Regions from separate parts of the Sus scrofa genome. Here region 1 is linked to region 2. Evidence: chromatin contacts called from public Hi-C data. All regions are on one chromosome and are shown on one strand. The core of a region is the stretch at or near the end of the contact, and the rest is flanking DNA. Distances in the headings are between cores, read along the strand shown.

Region 1 (2,700 bases), core at 37-2,536, 350 kb before region 2:
CAAATGGTCTGGTTTCTTCAACAAATAAATGTGAGTTAAGATAAGGGAGGGGTGTGAGCGAGAACTGACAACGGATTAAGAGATACTTAACAGTTATATCAACCAAGTGCAATATGTAAACCTTATTTAGAACACAATATGAAAAAGCCAACTGTAAATAGATAGTTTTTAAGATAACAGGAATTTTAAACACAGGTTTTATATTAGGTGAAATTAAGGAGTTATTTATTTTGTTAGATATCATTCTAAAATAGGCATGGCCTAAATAATGTTTTTACGTGTCAGAGGTTCTCACTGAAGCATTTACAGATAAAATGATATGCTGTCTAGTATTTATTTTATTTATTTATTTATTTATTTTGCTTTTTAGGGCCACACCCCTGGCATATGGAAGTCCCCAGGCTAGGGGTCCAGTTGGAGCTACAGCTGCCGGCCTACACCACAGCCACCGCAACGCCAGATCCAAGCCGTGTCTGCGATCTACACCACAGCTCATGGCAACACCGGATTCCCAACTCCCTGAGCAAGGCCAGGGATCAAACACACATCTTCACGGATACTAGTCAGATTCATTTCTTCTGCACCACAACAGGACCACCTAGTATTTGCTTTAAACATACTTTACTGTAGGGGTGGCAATTTTTTCTGTGAAAGGCCAGACAGCAAATATTTTAGCCATTGTGGGTCACAAGCTCTCTGTCACAACTACTCACCCTGTGGGTGGGATGCAAAAGCAGGTATAAACAATACATAAATAAGTGGGCATGGCTGTGTTCCAATAAAACTTTATTTACAAAAACAGGAAACAAATAGGATTTGGATCATGGGGGTTATAGGAGGCCAATCCCAGCCCTAATACAAAAAAAAAGAGAGAGAAGAGCTGATAGACGGAAAAGATTGACAAAATGTTGATAATTGTTGAAGTTGGGGGGTACTAGGTGGCTCACTATTATATCCCTCTTTCTTTCTTTCCTTTTCTTTCTTTTTCTTTCTTTCTTTCGCCTTTTTCTCAGATCAGTTTCACACGCCCACTCACACACACTTCCACCCTGATATATCTTGGAGTCAAAATGAACTTCCTAGACAGCCCGTCCTGCCGAGGAATGCAGCGAAATTCTATGGCAAGTCCTCGAGGTGGCGTCTCATATTCTTTCCCAGGAGACTCACAGGCCATTTCCTTTCAGAGCTTTTAGACCCTTGTAAACATTTCTTCCTAACATGGAGATTCCAGGCCTCAGTGCTAAAGCACCCCACCCTTAGGGAAGCATTGTTGTTTTCGTTATTTCTCCGCAGGAAATAGGAATGTCCCAGGGAGGATTAGAAAATTACCAGACAGAGCTGCTGAAGGGCTGGGAACGTGGACTGGAAGTTGGAATCTGGTCAGAACATCTGGGAGTTCAAAGCAAGAAATGCTAAGCTATTCATCAGACCCCATAAACTCTCCTAAAAGTAGATAATTATGAAACAGACAGAACACAGTGGAGCCTGTTGTCAGAGGAAAGGAATTACATACATCTCACTGGAAACTGCCTTAAATGTGTAGGCGGAGCACATACGTCATTTCAAATCAGAGGCTGAAGATCTACTGAGGAAAGAGGAGACACTGACCCCTCTGTTCCCAGGTCCTTCAGTGGATGATGGGAGCCCATATCATCCACCTTCAGGAACAGGATGCTCCCCATGTGTCCTCCCTCAGCATCAGCCCCTGAGCCTCTGCTCCTACCTGGACTGATCCCTCCCTTGACTTACCCAAGCCCCATCCTCCCTCCCTGTGATTCCAGCTCTTGTAGTTGGGAAAAGGCCTTTCCTGACCACGCCAGCTCCCCGGGGGACTTTCCTTCTAAGGAGCTTCTCCAGCACATTCAGATGGTACCACCTATTACCACTTAATTGTATTGTTCTATGTGCCCCTGAGGATAAGTGATGCTGGCTGCTGAAACTGAGGAACCTCAAATTCTCAGTGACTGCACACACAAAGTTATTTTTTTTTTGTCTTTGCTATTTCTTTGGGCCGCTTCCGCGGCATATGGAGGTTCCCAGGCTAGGGGTCTAATTGGAGCTGTAGCAACCGGCCTACTCCAGAGCCACAGCAATGCAGGATCCGAGCCGCGTCTGCAACCTACACCACAGGTCATGGCAAAGCCAGATCGTTAACCCACTGAGCAAGGGCAGGGACTGAACCCGCAAGCTCATGGTTCCTAGTCGGATTCGTTAACCACTGCGCCACGACGGGAACTCCCACAAAGTTATTTTCATTCACGATACAAAGTGGGTGTTCCTGTCCGGGGTAGCTTTCACATGGTCATTCAGGGTTCCCCAAGTTCTCTCTATTGGGTGGATCCACCCTCTTCTTGTCTTTAGAGTCCCTGTTACTTATTTATTTATTTATTTATTTATTTATTTTTGCCTTTTTGCCTTTTCTAGGGCCACACCTGCAGTATATGGAGGTTCCCAGGCTAGGGGTCTAATCAGAGCTGTAGCCGCTGACCTACACCACAGCCACAGCAATGCAGGATCTGAGCCGCATCTGCGACCTACACCATAGCTCACGGCAATGCCAGATCCTTAACCCACTGAGCTAGGCCAGGGATCGAACCCACAACTTCATGGTTCCTAGTTGGAGTCATTAATCACTGAGCCACAATGGGACCTCCAGAGTCCCTGTTATTTAGTTGGAAGCTGAGGGAAGAAGGCACAGGG
Region 2 (2,700 bases), core at 157-2,656:
CACCAGGCCCTGTGGTAGATAAGTCTTTTTTGGACATTTTCTACCTCATGTATCCTCATACTGACTTTCCAAGACTCAGATTATAATCCATATTTTATAGCGGCAACTGTTGCTCAAAGAAGTGATGCAGTGTCCTCCAGGTTGCACGGCTAAGAATTTGTGGGTTTGGGATTTGAATCCATGTTTGTGCAGATTTATGTATTTTCCACCATCAGATCTGCCAGCCATCTAAGAAATAGCCATGATTCTCAGAAGCAGAAAAATTTTCAACTGCAAGCTACTGACTCACAATAACAAGAAAAGGAAAAAATAAAAAACCACTATCAAGTAAAAAGCAACTGTCATCATTTTCAGATACAAATATGGAGTCCCCACTGTGGCTCAGGGGAAATGAATCTGACTAGTATCCAAGACGCCGTGGGTTCCATCCCTGGCTTTGCTCAGTGGGTCAGGGATCCCATGTTGCTGTGGCTGTGGTGTAGGCTGACAGCCATAGCTCTGATTTAAACCCTAGCATGGGAACTTCCACATGCAGGGGTGCGGCCCTAAAAAGCAAAAAATAAAAAAAATTTAAAAACCCAAAGATAAAAATATACATGACAGCCAGATGTAATATGTGATCCTGGATAGGCTCCTAAACTGTGGAAAAAAATATTTCCTTATGACATGAAAGATAATGGAACAATGGATGAAATTTGAATAGAGTCCACTGATTAAATAATAGTAATATATTGATGCTAATTTCTGGGTTTTGATAATTGCGCTGTGGTTATATGAGAGGATGTCCTTATTTTTACTGAGGTTAAAAAGACATCATGTTTCTTATCCTTAAAAGTATTAGATAACTCATTAGATTATCTATTCCACGAGGCAGACAAAACTCGGGGACTAAGGATGAAGGATATATGGCAATTCTTTGTACTATTTTTATAACTTCACTAACTCTGAAATTACCTCAAAATATTTTCAATTTTAAAAATGTTCCAGGAAACATCCAGAACAGCTATCCAGGTAAAACTCCAGCTATGCAGATAAAGCTCTGCAAAAATATTGCTTAGGTCCTGTTTTTTTCATTCTTTTCTCTTTCCCTTCTCTCCAGGAAAACTAAAATTAAAAAATGATTTGGCTCCACTGAATGGGCTGCTATTGCTGAAAAGCAACACAAATTCTACACGGAGGCAAGCCTTCTGCAGGAGTAACCTGTTCCCCTTGGGGCACCAGGTAGGACCCATGCAGGAGACACCAAAAACTCCTTCTCCTGTGAAGGTGGATTTGGGGTGGGTGGTTTTTCTCCAGAGCAGCATTTACTCGCTGTCAGCATATGAAGTGTCCCTCTGCATCTCCACCGATGTAAGAGCAGCCCTGCATCTTGGTCCAGAATCCAAGAAGCAGAACAGCACGTAGTGAATATGGAGCGCCGGGCACCCTGCGGTGAGAAAGGTCTGGAAGGTCTGGAAGTTGCGCTTTTGATGAAGCCAGAGGAGTTTCGCCGGCTAGCAGAGCCCCTCTCTGGAAACACATTTTATGCAGAGAGCGTAGGAAACCCACATTCAGCAGAGAACGATCATAAACAGCGAGGCGTAAAATAACAGGTAGAACTGGATGTCTGGGCTTATGTAATATTTTATGTAATGGAACATCTAGGAGTCCACAATTCAAGCAACCCCAGCTCCCCACAGGCTGAACTCCCGCTGTGTAATCTTGCACAAAAGCAAATCCTGCCTGCAGCCCACCCCCAGGCTCCCAGCAACCTGGGATCCCTGTTTCCAAGCCGTGTTAAAGACCTTGAGTCCCAGCGGTCAGGGGAGGAGGTAGGTTGTAACTATAGTAGAAGCAGCGATTTCTCCGCCCTCTCTTTCCTTATTGCCTTGCACAATACGGTGTTTTCCTGATTCTCTATGTCTTTGACAGCTACATATCAAGAGTCCCTTGTGCACAGAGCCGACTTTTCTGAACACCGAAAACTGCTTCATACACACCCGCTCCCACCAAAAGGACAAGGCCAATTCTTCTGATAAATTTGTAGACTTGTTACCATAGAGACAGGCCCTGGGTACTCCAAGGCTGGATCAGCAGTACCATCTAGTGGGGCATTAGATACGCTGCAGCCCCCCGACTACACAATGTTGGATGAGAAAGGATTTTTTTCTTTTTTCCTTTTTTTTTTTTTTCTTTTTCTTTTTAGCTATCTGCTATTCTCCTTCAAGACTTCTAGTGATCTGTTCACCAATATCTACTTAAACTGAGTGGTTTTTTTCTTCCAGTTTCATTGAGCTATAACAATATTTGTACAGCATTGTGTTAATTCAAGATGTTGACTTACCGACATCATGAAATGATCACCACAGTAAATTTAGTGACCATCCATCATCTTACATATGTTCAAAATAAGAGAAAAAAAGTCTTTCCCCACGATGAGAAGTCTTAGAATTTATTCTCTTAACAACTTTCCTACATAATATACATTTATCGTGTTGTATAGTACATCCCTAGTACCTATTTGTCTTATGACTGGAAATTTGTCCCTTTTGATCCACCTTCATCTGATTCCCACTTCCTCCTGTCTCTGGTAACCACAAAGCTGATCTCTTTTCCTGAGTTCATTTGCTCAACTGAGGTTTTTGAAACTGTTTACTTCCCACGTGCAGAAAGAGTCCAACGTCAGATTTGGTGCTAGTATTCCATCTCATTTTCTGATGT

What was found. A called contact is a pair of places that touch in the nucleus more often than the background predicts.
Region 1: a contact with region 2 is called in a Hi-C map of retroperitoneal adipose tissue, with 2.7 times the contacts expected there. The contact joins two enhancer-like sites. A contact is called at or near these places in 1 of 5 promoter capture datasets (liver), 21 of 47 Hi-C or Micro-C datasets (alveolar macrophages, brain, embryonic fibroblasts and 13 more) and 2 of 2 datasets of contacts at active chromatin or transcription factors (alveolar macrophages and skeletal muscle).

The regions. Positions count from the first base shown.
Region 1 is chr7:88,696,422-88,699,121 of Sscrofa11.1, reverse strand. No RefSeq gene overlaps it. Among named protein-coding and RNA genes, the nearest start is that of PLEKHG3, 67 kb to the left of the region's middle. Within about 2 kb of position 1,286, at least 12 of the 83 cell types and tissues checked have an H3K27ac peak or open chromatin away from gene starts, as enhancers often do. A contact at or near this core is called in retroperitoneal adipose tissue and skeletal muscle, where this site is marked.
Region 2 is chr7:88,348,262-88,350,961 of Sscrofa11.1, reverse strand. LOC110261687 (a long non-coding RNA gene) reads left to right here. Exons shown (of 3, transcript XR_002346141.1): 2 at 1,100-2,700. Among named protein-coding and RNA genes, the nearest start is that of KLHL25, 58 kb to the right of the region's middle. Within about 2 kb of position 1,406, at least 17 of the 83 cell types and tissues checked have an H3K27ac peak or open chromatin away from gene starts, as enhancers often do. A contact at or near this core is called in retroperitoneal adipose tissue and skeletal muscle, where this site is marked.